Regions from separate parts of the Xenopus laevis genome. Here region 1 is linked to region 2. Evidence: chromatin contacts called from public Hi-C data. All regions are on one chromosome and are shown on one strand. Each heading gives the region's core, a stretch centred on a gene start, on an enhancer-like site or on the middle of the called end of the contact. The rest is flanking DNA. Distances are from core to core; before and after follow the strand shown.

Region 1 (6,327 bases), core at 1,493-3,992, 77 kb after region 2:
AATTAAATTGGTTCTCCATGGAGGTCTGGAACAGTGGCGAGGTATGCAGGAATTCTTTTTGCTAATGGAACAGTATTGGCATGGAGTGGCCGACATCTCGCGAGAGCAGCGTCTTGCCAGGAGGACATACAAACCGGATGAGCTCCGATGTGGGCCACATCCGATATAAATGCTTATTAATTGCAACCCCCCCAGGGGGACAGCTCAAAAGCTGGTCATAGATGCAAAGATCTAATCGTACGAATAGAGGATTCGTACGATTTTCAGGAGCGTGTGTGGAGAGTCCTGACATTTTTCTTCCGGCGGAGATCGGTAGTTTGGTCGATCAGACAGGTTAAAGGAAAACTATACCCCCCAAACAATGTAGGTCTCTATAAAAAGATATTGCATAAAACAGCTCATATGTAAAATCCTGCTTCATGTAAATAAACCATTTTCATAATAATATAATTTTCTAGCAGTATGTGCCATTGGGTAATCATAAATAGAAAATTGCCATTTTAAAAAATAAGGGCCGCCCCCTGGGATCGTAGGATTCACTGTACTCACAAACATACCAACAAACCATACATGTTAGGTCACATGAGCCAATTAACAGACAGAGTTGTGTCTTTTGCTTCCACACTTCTTCCTGTTACAGTTAGAGTTGAAGTATTTCTGGTCAGGTGATCTCTGAGGCAGCACAGAGACCATCACGAAATGGTGGCTCAAGGCAAGAGATGTAAAAGGGCAATATTTACTTAAATATATATTCCAGTTTGGTAACTTAATATGATATGAACTATCTGTTGCTTAAGTGTTCATTTTGGGGGTATAGTTTTCCTTTAAAAGTTTTCTGTCGGCTGACGATAATATCTCTGCGTGTATTGCCGATTATACGATTTTCACTAGCTTTGTCGGACATAACTTTCGTACGATTGGTGTCAGGGGCAGAACATCGGCTGATCTGTTCTTTTGTACTTTATTTGATCTGAATGGTTAGTGGCAGGTCGGGAGATGGGGATCTTTGCGTCTGTGGCCAGCTTTAGTTTGCAAACCACTATACTAGACTGATCCATACTATTTGCTGATATAATTAATCCTTATTGGAAGCAAAAGCAGCCTATTGGGTTTATTGAATGTTTATATGATTTTCTAGTAGGCCTAAGGTATGAAGATCCAAATTACGGAAAGATCCATTACCTGGAAAACCCCAGGTCACGAGCATTCTGGATAACAGGTCCCATACCTTTTAATAATGTTGCAGGTACCAAAATGGCTAAGACGTACCCTTTGTACACCGTGTGGGGCACTATAAAATATTTACAGCAGCCCAGAGCCCACCCTCCCTTTTAGTAGCTGCGTTGCTGATGTATTTGGATTCCTCTATGCACCCTCAAACATACTAGGCACTTTGCAGTAAATATGTAATGAAATTGCCACCGTTTCTTAAGTGGCAGAGATTTCTTTTCGGAAATTGGACTGTACAGTGCAGCTACATGGGCAATTTGCAAAGAGAGATGTAGGACAGTAAATATTATGTTCAGGGCCGGCCTTAGGCCTATTGGACCAATTGGGCCCAATAGGGCCCCGCACCTCTGGGGGCCCCGCACCACAGGGCAGCACAGATAATATTTCCCTCAGCACATGATGCTGCCTGGCCTGCCCCCAACTTTGAGAGTCCAGCCCATCCCCAAATCCATAGGTCCAGCCCACCCCCAACTCTGATAAGCCAGCCTATCAACCCAAATCCATAGGTCTAGTGAGCCCCCAACTCTCATAGGCCCAGCTTTCCTCCAACCTTGATAGGCCCTGCCTGCCCCCAATCCAACAAGCCTGCTCCCAAGCTGAATTGGCCCAGCCTGCCCCAAACTAATTGGCCCAGTCCACTCTCCTATTTCCTCCCTCTCTCTCTTACCCTGTGTGCCCCTATTTCATCCCTCTTACTCTCTTACCTTGTCTGCCCCTTTTCTTTCTATTTTGTGCCTGTATGCCCTTATTTTCCTAAATACTTGGTGTGTCAGTAGCCAGCAACACTTTGTCTAGGGGCCCCGCCAACATGGTCCCAATTGGGCCCCACATTTGATAGGATCAGCCCTGATTATGTTGGCACCATATTTTACTGCTTTTGGGGCTCCTACACTTCCTGGGGGCCCCCTGCAGCTGCAGGGACTGCTTCTTCTGTAGTTACGTCGTTGGTGCAACCATAGCAAGATACACGTTGATTCTGTGAATTTGCACTCCATTTGAATTTGCACTCCATTTGTTGCACATATTTGCTATGCTTCAATCACTAGCCACTCTCTCAGCATTGGATACCTGTCTATGATTCAGCCCTCAGTCTCATTCCATCTTTCATAATGAGTATTTGCTTGTTGCTCACCTCATTTCCATGGACCCCATAACCACACTTCCATCCAAACATCCTGAGACGGGATGTGCAACCTGCAGGCTGTAAAGATGTAGTTCAACAACATCTGGAGGGCCCGAGACTAACTATTCATGCTTTCCTCTGTATCATTACTCATTACTACCCTCCCTCTTCCACTGAACTCAGGTTTGGCAGCAGGAGAGGAAATATGGCCTGTTCTGGGAACGACAGGAACAACTGTCAGATATCAGACTTGTGTTTGTTTGTGTGTTGCTGTTAACCATTTCACTCTCAGAGCAATGCCTTGTGATTCCAGTATCACAGATTAATGAAACATGTCTCATGTGGGCAGACATAGCCCAGGCCTTTCCAAACTGTGTGCTATTTCTAAGTGGGATGGGGTGCGCAATGCATTCACCGCATGCTCTGGTTTCTACTGCCACTAACAGGTCAGAGCCAAGTAAAACATACTGTAAATAATAATAATTCTACTTTCTAGCAATCCTGCTTAGTATTGAGCTTCCTAGCCAAATGTCAGAGAACTGATGTTTTTATGCAGGGAGAAAATATGTACAGAACTGTAATATGCCGGCAGCACCCAGGGGGTGTCAATGCAGAAAGGGTGACTGCCCAGGTCCATGCAAATCTGCCGTTGACTAAGAGTGTGTGAAAGTCTAGTTATCCAGAGTCCTCAGACCCTCATCAAAGTTTATAAATGGACAGAGGTCTGGTCACCTTGTAAGTATGCCACTGAATATACTACATACACTTCTCTTGATCTTCCAGTCAGAGCAGTAGTGCCTATTGTTTCAGTCAGGATTGTGGATTAGAATAGTGAGATGATACCTGTAGCAGTTCTGGGAAGGAATTGTGATTGTAAAAGCAGGTATAGTAGGGAGAGATGGTGCCTATAGTAGCAGTGGGATAATAGTCACTGGGAATGGAGTTTGACTGTGGGATAGCAGGTATAGTAGGGAGAGATGGTGTCTATTGTAACAGTGAAATAATTGTCTCTGGGAAGGGAGTGTGACTGTGGGATAGCAGGTATAGTAGGGAGAGATGGTGTCTATAGTAACAGTGGGATAATAGTCTCTGGGAAGGGAGTGTGATTGTGGGATAGCAGGTATAGTAGGGAGAGATGGTGCCTATAGTAACAGTGGGATAATAGTCTCTGGGAAGGGAATGTGACTGTGGGATAGCAGGTATAGTAGGGAGAGATGGTGTCTATAGTAACAGTGGGATAATAGTCTCCTGAAAGGGACTGTGACTGTGGGATAGCAGGTATAGTACGGAGAGATGGTGCCTATAGTAACAGTGGGATAATAGTCTCTGGGAAGGGACTGTGACTGTGGGATAGCAGATATAGTAGGGAGAGATGGTGTCTATAGTAACAGTGGGATAACAGTCTCTGGGAAGGGACTGTGACTGTGGGATAGCAGGTATAGTAGGGAGAGATGGTGCCTATAGTAACAGTGGGATAAAAGTCTCTGGGAAGGGACTGTGACTGCGGGATAGCAGGTATAGTAGGGAGAGATGGTGCCTATAGTAACAGTGGATAATAGTCTCTGGGAAGGGAGTGTGACTGTGGGATAGCAGGTATAGTAGGGAGAGATGTTGCCTATAGTAACAGTGGGATAATAGTCTCTGGGAAGGGAGTGTGACTGTGGGATAGCAGGCATAGTAGGGAGAGATGGTGCCTATAGTAACAGTGGGGTAATAGTCTCTGGGAAGGGAGTGTGACTGTGGGATAGCAGGTATAGTAGGGAGAGATGGTGCCTATAGTAACAGTGGGATAATAGTCTCTGGGAAGGGAGTGTGACTGTGGGATAGCAGGCATAGTAGGGAGAGATGGTGCCTATAGTAACAGTGGGATAATAGTCTCTGGGAAGGGAGTGTGACTGTGGGATAGCAGGCATAGTAGGGAGAGATGGTGCCTATAGTAACAGTGGGGTAATAGTCTCTGGGAAGGGAGTGTGACTGTGGGATAGCAGGTATAGTAGGGAGAGATGATGCCATAGCAGCCATGAGAATAACAGTAGGGCAATGGTGCCTGTAGCTGTGAGGATAAGAACACTGGGGAAGGGCTTGTGACTATGGGATTAATATATAGTATAGAGAGAATTGTTAGCTATAACGTTTTATATGTGTGTGATGCAAGGGTGTCCGCAGGAAAATTTCCAGGCGGGGCAAGAAAAAAAATATATTACACAAATTACTATTTCCCATATACAACAGCTTTTCTATAAATATATAAAGTAGTAATTGTTGCACATGTATAGCATTGTCATTATATTAGTGACACAAACTCCATGTTTGTCAGGACAGCACTTTTTAGAATGTTATTCCCTCTAGTTGCAGCTGGATACAGACAGTGAAGCCTCCATTTTACATACCTTCATTTTAAGTTTTTCCATATGTTATACTATTTTTTGTGGCCCCACCAATATATAATGCATATTAGAATTCCCTGAGTTTACACCATTTTTTCTGGTCCCCTGAAAAATGTAAAATGGGGGTTCTACTGTACATAAAGTAGAGTAACAACAACAGGAAGAGATTGTGCACAACGAAATGTCACTAGTATAGAATCTACATATACAGTATATTCTATTTCAATCTAGGGGAAAGCTGCTTTGTCCCTAGAGTGGCAGGAGGATTAAAAGATAAGAGTCATCCAATAAAATAAACAATGAGGTGGATACAGGACAGGAGCAGGATAGGGGGTGAGGTGCAAAAGTATATATCACAATATTATAGATATTTCTATATATATATATAGAGTGAGGCAGATGGTTATTAGAGAAGTAGAGGTGAGTGTGGACAGGGCTGGATTTACATAGCGGGCTCCCCTAGGCCCACTGTCGTTTGTCGCCCTTGTCCTCTCCCTTTTATAAGTTAAAATTTTCATCATCAGGACCACAGCAATGGGTATTGGTGCATGGGAAACTATTGTATCTCCTGCACATCCCCAGTGTTTCTGAACAAATGTGGGTGTGGTTGTGTGGCATGCCGCCCCCTTGAAATTCTGCCACTCTAGGCCCGGGCCTTGGTGGCCTCTTCACAAATCCGGGCCTGAGTATGGGGGTAACTCTGCAGAATGAGAAGGGAAGAGATAAAAGAGGACAGTGAATAGAGTGAGGCCATGGATAGCTGGGTAATTCAATGGAGCAGAAGGGTAAGGAACTAAGGGACTAAGTTTTACCTGCAACTTACTAGCTGCTTTCAAAGTAAAACTCCCAAACTAGGCATTTTTCAGTAGCAGTCTGCACAAAATGTCTATGTCTTAAATATATTGATAATGGGTTGAGTGCAGAGGACTCTTGTATGTGTCTTTATGTATTTTGTGGTCACAGCCTCATTGCACCCCCGCCTAATGGTTTTAAAAATTAGTGGTGAGCACAACTTTCCCTTGTTTGTTATAGTTTATACAGGAGCAGTGACCAGCTCCATGTTGTAGCTCCCACCCTTCCCAGCTATAGTCAGGTGATCCCACTGGTGTCTAATAAAAGGGCAGCCAAGTTTGGGAGTTTTACAGTGGCATAACTAGATGCTGCTGGGCCCCACAGCAAATTAATTTTAGGGCCCCCAACATATCCAGTGTTTGTCCTGTTTTACCAATATATGTTCAAATTGCTCATCAATGAGAGCCTCATTGGCCCCCTGTACCTCCTGGGCCCCCCTGCAGCCGCAGGGTCTGCTTCCTCTGTAGTTACACCCTGCTTTGAAAGCAGCGAGTAAGTCTCAGGTAAAACTTAGTCCCTTTGTAAAATGTATAATGAAGCAATAGAATTCTTAATGAATCAGATGGAAATTGAGCATAGGACTGGCCAGATATGGGATGACTTTGACGTAGTTGGCCAGCTTAAATATATTGCAATATATGGACAAACAATCCCTGTTTTTTTTAAAGGGTAAGGCATTTTTCAGTAGCTGTATGCACAAAATGTCTCTGTCTTAAATATATTGATAATGGGTTG
Region 2 (6,023 bases), core at 1,567-4,066:
CTGCTGTAGTCTGCGTTACCCCACAAGATGACGCCAGCTGCACCAAGGGCTGCGCTCTGTCCTATTGTCTGGATGAGATCCTCCTAAAATGCACAACCAACAGTAGACAACACTGTCTGTATTTAAAGGGACAGCAAAAAAAACTGAACTTAACTTCCTTTAACTACACCGAGGCAAAGATTTCTGTTGAGTTAAAAGAACAGTAACACCAAAAAAATGAAAGTGTTTTAAAGTAATGAAAATGTCATGTAGTGTTGCCTTGCACTGGTAAAACTGATCACTGTACTTAATCTGCCCAATGATAAAGTATAGGTATTCAGAGATAGAGCAACTTGTTTAATGCTGTCGTCATGATCATGTGACATCAAGAAGAGAGAAAAATTGTAAACAGGCTAGGCTTCTCATTGGCAGATACTCTTGCACCAGTTGTACCTCTGGCCTTGGAAAAACCTTTACCGAAGAGCAGGCCCGGACTGGCAATCTGTGAGTTCTGGCAAATGCCAGAGGGGCTGCTATAAGGTGCCATAGAAAGTCAGTATTTACTGTTTGGGCCTCTGTGTGGACTGATTGGCCTCTGTGTACCTGAAATGCCAGGGCCTATTTTAATTCTCAGTCCGGACCTGCCGAAGAGTGTTCCTTTAAGAATACATTGGCTGCTGGACTGAGGCTCCCAGCATGGCTTGAACCCTTGACATGGTGGGGAATACTAGTAGTAGCGTAGTATGTCTCTTCTGATATCCAAGACCCAAGTTTCACCCTTATTGGCTTCAGCATTGCCCCCCCCCCCCTCATTCTATGGTTTGGGAACCTCTGTTTATTGAAAAATGTAGTGTTCTAATATATTGTATAAGGGAAGTAAAAACCTATAAGTTATAACGTAAAGTATAAAGTAAAACCTTTAAAGGGTAACAGGGGTTCATATAGAGACATCTTAAAGGGGGTTTTCACCTTTAAGTTAACTTTTAGTAAGTTATAGATTGGCTAATTTTAAGCAACATTTCAATTGGCCTTAATTTTTTCTTTTTTTATAGCTTTTAATTATTTGCCTTCTACTTCAGACTCTTTCCAGCTTTCAAACGGGGTCACTGACCCCATCAGCTAAAAAACATTTACTCTGTAAGGCTACAAATGCATTGTTATCATCTTTCTATTCAGGCCCTCTCGTATTCATACCCCAGTCTCATTCATATCAGTGCATGGTTGCTAGGGTAATTTGGAGCCCAGCAACCAGATTGCTGAAATTGCAAACTGGAAAGCTTCTGAATAAAAAGCTAAATAACTCAAAAACGACAACTAATTGCAAATTGTCTCAGACTATCACTCTCTATGTCATACTAAAATTAATTTAAAGGCGAACAACCCCTTTACGGTAGCCCCACAGCTGATATAGCTGGTGTATGCGAGTATTCTAAGTCATCCTGAGTGAGATCAAAATGTAAAGAAAGACATGAGTCTTCTTCACTATTTTGGATACATCCTCAGAAGTAGGGGCATAAGAACCCAGTAATAACATAAGGATTAGTCAGTGAGAGGGATAGATGCCAAGTTCAGGTGATATAGGAACATAAGGTACTGGTAACCACCAACCTTAGCACCCAAGTGTTTAGACTGAAAGCTAAGTTCTATCTTATTTTATCTATGCTCTACCTGTGCAGGGGCCACTTTTGCAAGGGGTTTCTTCTATATGGCTGGTGTATAACTCTTGCCTTATTACTATAAGCGGCGCAATCCAAAAGACAAAGCACCCCTCCCTTCCTCTCTGGAGCCCACAATGGAGCTTCTGAGTGTTACCTGGGTAAGGAAGTCCATGCTGTAGGTATAGACTATACGTGCATAGGGCAGAACAGGAAGGTCCTTGGCCACCCTAATTCCTTCCAGCACCCTGTACTTCACATACGGCCCAACGTTTTCCGACATCTTCAGCGCTTGTTCCAGGTAGATATCGGGGTACAGAGCCTGGCTGGCCTCCCACAACCAAGTCAGGTTGTCATTTCTATGTATTTCATCTATGGGACATTTGCCTGTGTAATTCTGCCCAAAGTTCTTGTAGCCATAATTATAGCAACCTGGGAAGCCATAAAATCCCCAGAGCCCATTGGGCCTTAGCTCTCGCCCCAGTTCCAGGGTGGACTGCATTATTTTTCGGGCGGCCGTTTCAAACTCAGCCTTGGCCAACTCTAACACTTCATCTGGGGGTAAGTCCGGGTAGATCTCCTTCACCAGATCTTGGGAACTCTGCTGGTACACCCTCATCTTATCCCAGTTGCGCGCCCACAGCGGCCGCCAGCTCTCCCAGTCCACCACGGCGACCCCAGTAAAGGCCGGGTCAGAGATGGTTTCCAGCAGGTCCATGAAGGCCTTGTCCAGGTGATCCTTGAGGCTGTTATTCTGGGGCAGCCCCCCATTGACAGGGGACAGGCTCTGATCATAGTAAGGGTAGAGACCCAACTGGGAGCTGTAGAAGATCACCACCTCCGAGCCCTGGAACGTGTGGTTCTGGTTCAGCACTATGTCAAAAGTGCTCAGGTCAAGGGTCACCCCAAATCTATCCAGGCACGGGCTGGTGGGGGCATTCCATACTGACACGAAGGGACGGCCCTTCAGAACCGGCAGCTCAGCAGCCAAGCAGCTCACTAGCCCTGACAGCACTATAGTTGTACAGTAAGTAGCCCACGCGTGAGCCCGGGGAGACATTGTTTCCACTAAAGCAGCGCGATCCCAACTGGAACAGCAACAGTCGCTGCAAGTTTGGTAGCGGCTGTTCCTTTCCTCGGAAGGGACCTCCGTGACGTCACATACCATGTGACCGCTCCATTGCGCATTACCCATTACTGAGCGGAACATTCAAACAGGCAGGAGCGAGAATGGATTCTACAGGCAGCGAACATTTCACAGGACCGGCTGCAACTATTAATCCTCGTGGCTGACAACTTGTAATGTAGGTTTAGTACAGGCTTTAACCTCTGCTCTAGACTTTGGGGCAGTTACTGTGTCACTGGATATTTGTATCTCATTTGTGCCTCTGATTTTCTGTGTAACATTTCCATAGTGTAACATCAATGCTGCAATGCTTGGACCTTGTCATTAGCACAGTACATATTGTATTTCTAACTTAAAACAGACGTGTGTTTGCTTCAGTAACATTACTATAGTTCATGTAAATAAGCTGCTGTGTCGCCATGGGGTCAGCCATTCAAGCACAGGATACCCAGTAGATAACAGATAAGTACTACTATAGTTTATATAAAGAAGCTGCTGTCTAGCCATGGGGGCAGCCATTCAAGCACAGGATACACAGTAGATAACAGATAAGTACTACTATAGTTTATATAAACAAGCTGCTGTCCAGCCATGGGGTCAGCCATTCAAGCACAGGATACACAGTAGATAACAGATAAGTACTACTATAGTTTATATAAAGAAGCTGCTGTCTAGCCATGGGGGCAGCCATTCAAGCACAGGATACACAGTAGATAACAGATAAGTACTACTATAGTTTATATAAAGAAGCTGCTGTCTAGCCATGGGGGCAGCCATTCAAGCACAGGATACACAGTAGATAACAGATAAGTACTACTATAGTTTATATAAACAAGCTGCTGTCCAGCCATGGGGTCAGCCATTCAAGCACAGGATACACAGTAGATAACAGATAAGTACTACTATAGTTTATATAAACAAGCTGCTGTCCAGCCATGGGGTCAGCCATTCAAGCACAGGATACCCAGTAGATAACAGATAAGTACTACTATAGTTTATATAAACAAGCTGCTGTGTAGCCATGGGATCACCCATTCAAGCACAGGATACCCAGTAGATAACAGATAAGTACTACTATAGTTTATATAAACAAGCTGCTGTGTAGCCATGGGGTCACCCATTCAAGCACAGGATACCCAGTAGATAACAGATAAGTACTACTATAGTTTATTTAACAAGCTGCTGTGTAGCAATGGGGGCAGCCAATCAAGCACAGGATACACAGTAGATAACAGATAAGTACTACTATAGTTTATATAAAGAAGCTGCTGTGTCGCCATGGGGTCAGCCATTCAAGCACAGGATACTCAGTAGATAACAGATAAGTACTACTATAGTTTATATAAACAAGCTGCTGTGTCGCCATGGGGTCAGCCATTCAAGCACAGGATACACAGTAGATAACAGATAAGTACTACTATAGTTTATATAAACAAGCTGCTGTGTAGCCATGGGGGCAGCCATTCAAGCACAGGATACACAGTAGATAACAGATAAGTACTACTATAGTTTATATAAACAAGCTGCTGTCTAGCCATGGGGGCAGCCATTCAAGCACAGGATACACAGTAGATAACAGATAAGTACTACTATAGTTTATATAAACAAGCTGCTGTCCAGCCATGGGGTCAGCCATTCAAGCACAGGATACACAGTAGATAACAGATAAGTACTACTATAGTTTATATAAACAAGCTGCTGTGTAGCCATGCGGTCAGCCATTCAAGCACAGGATACACAGTAGATAACAGATAAGTACTACTATAGTTTATATAAATAAGCTGCTGTGTCGCCATGGGGTCAGCCATTCAAGCACAGGATACTCAGTAGATAACAGATAAGTACTACTATAGTTTATATAAACAAGCTGCTGTGTAGCCATGGGGGCAGCCATTCAAGCACAGGATACACAGTAGATAACAGATAAGTACTACTATAGTTTATATAAACAAGCTGCTGTCTAGCCATGGGGGCAGCCATTCAAGCACAGGATACACAGTAGATAACAGATAAGTACTACTATAGTTTATATAAACAAGCTGCTGTGTAGCCATGGGGTCAGCCATTCAAGCACAGGATACACAGTAGATAACAGATAAGTACTACTATAGTTTATATAAACAAGCTGCTGTGTAGCCATGGGGTCACCCATTCAAGCACAGGATACACAGTAGATAACAGATAAGTACTACTATAGTTTATATAAAGAAGCTGCTGTGTCGCCATGGGGTCAGCCATTCAAGCACAGGATACTCAGTAGATAACAGATAAGTACTACTATAGTTTATATAAACAAGCTGCTGTGTCGCCATGGGGTCAGCCATTCAAGCACAGGATACACAGTAGATAACAGATAAGTACTACTATAGTTTATATAAACAAGCTGCTGTGTAGCCATGGGGGCAGCCATTCAAGCACAGGATACACAGTAGATAACAGATAAGTACTACTATAGTTTATATAAACAAGCTGCTGTCTAGCCATGGGGGCAGCCATTCAAGCACAGGATACACAGTAGATAACAGATAAGTACTACTATAGTTTATATAAACAAGCTGCTGTCCAGCCATGGGGTCAGCCATTCAAGCACAGGATACACAGTAGATAACAGATAAGTACTACTATAGTTTATATAAACAAGCTGCTGTGTAGCCATGCGGTCAGCCATTCAAGCACAGGATACACAGTAGATAACAGATAAGTACTACTATAGTTTATATAAATAAGCTGCTGTGTCGCCATGGGGTCAGCCATACAAGCACAGGATACTCAGTAGATAACAGATAAGTACTACTATAGTTTATATAAACAAGCTGCTGTGTCGCCATGGGGTCAGCCATTCAAGCACAGGATACACAGTAGATAACAGATAAGTACTACTATAGTTTATATAAACAAGCTGCTGTGTAGCCATGGGGGCAGCCATTCAAGCACGGGATACACTGTAGATAACAGATAAGTACTACTATAGTTTATATAAACAAGCTGCTGTGTAGCCATGGGGGCAGCCATTCAAGCACAGGATACACAGTAGATAACAGATAAGTACTACTATAGTTTATATAAACAAGCTGCTGTGTCGCCATGGGGTCAGCCATTCAAGCACAGGATACACAGTAGATAACAGATAAGTACTACTATAGTTTATATAAACAAGCTGCTGTGTAGCCATGGGGGCAGCCATTCAAGCACAGGATACACAGTAGATAACAGATAAGTACTACTATAGTTTATATAAACAAGCTGCTGTGTAGCCATGGGGG

The links. Hi-C and Micro-C count contacts between places; a contact is called where the count stands out from the background.
Region 1: a Hi-C map of the XL177 cell line shows a contact between it and region 2, with 4 times the contacts expected there. The contact joins the enhancer-like site here to the promoter of hyal1.L in region 2.

The regions. Positions count from the first base shown.
Region 1 is chr4L:126,084,044-126,090,370 of Xenopus_laevis_v10.1, forward strand. No RefSeq gene overlaps it. Among protein-coding and RNA genes, the nearest start is that of hyal2.L, 16 kb to the left of the region's middle. Within about 2 kb of position 2,743, at least 1 of the 7 cell types and tissues checked has an H3K27ac peak or open chromatin away from gene starts, as enhancers often do.
Region 2 is chr4L:126,007,359-126,013,381 of Xenopus_laevis_v10.1, forward strand. hyal1.L (hyaluronidase-1) reads right to left here and starts at 2,817. Exons shown (of 3, transcript XM_018258969.2): 1 at 1,792-2,817; 2 at 1-83. The coding sequence starts at 2,802.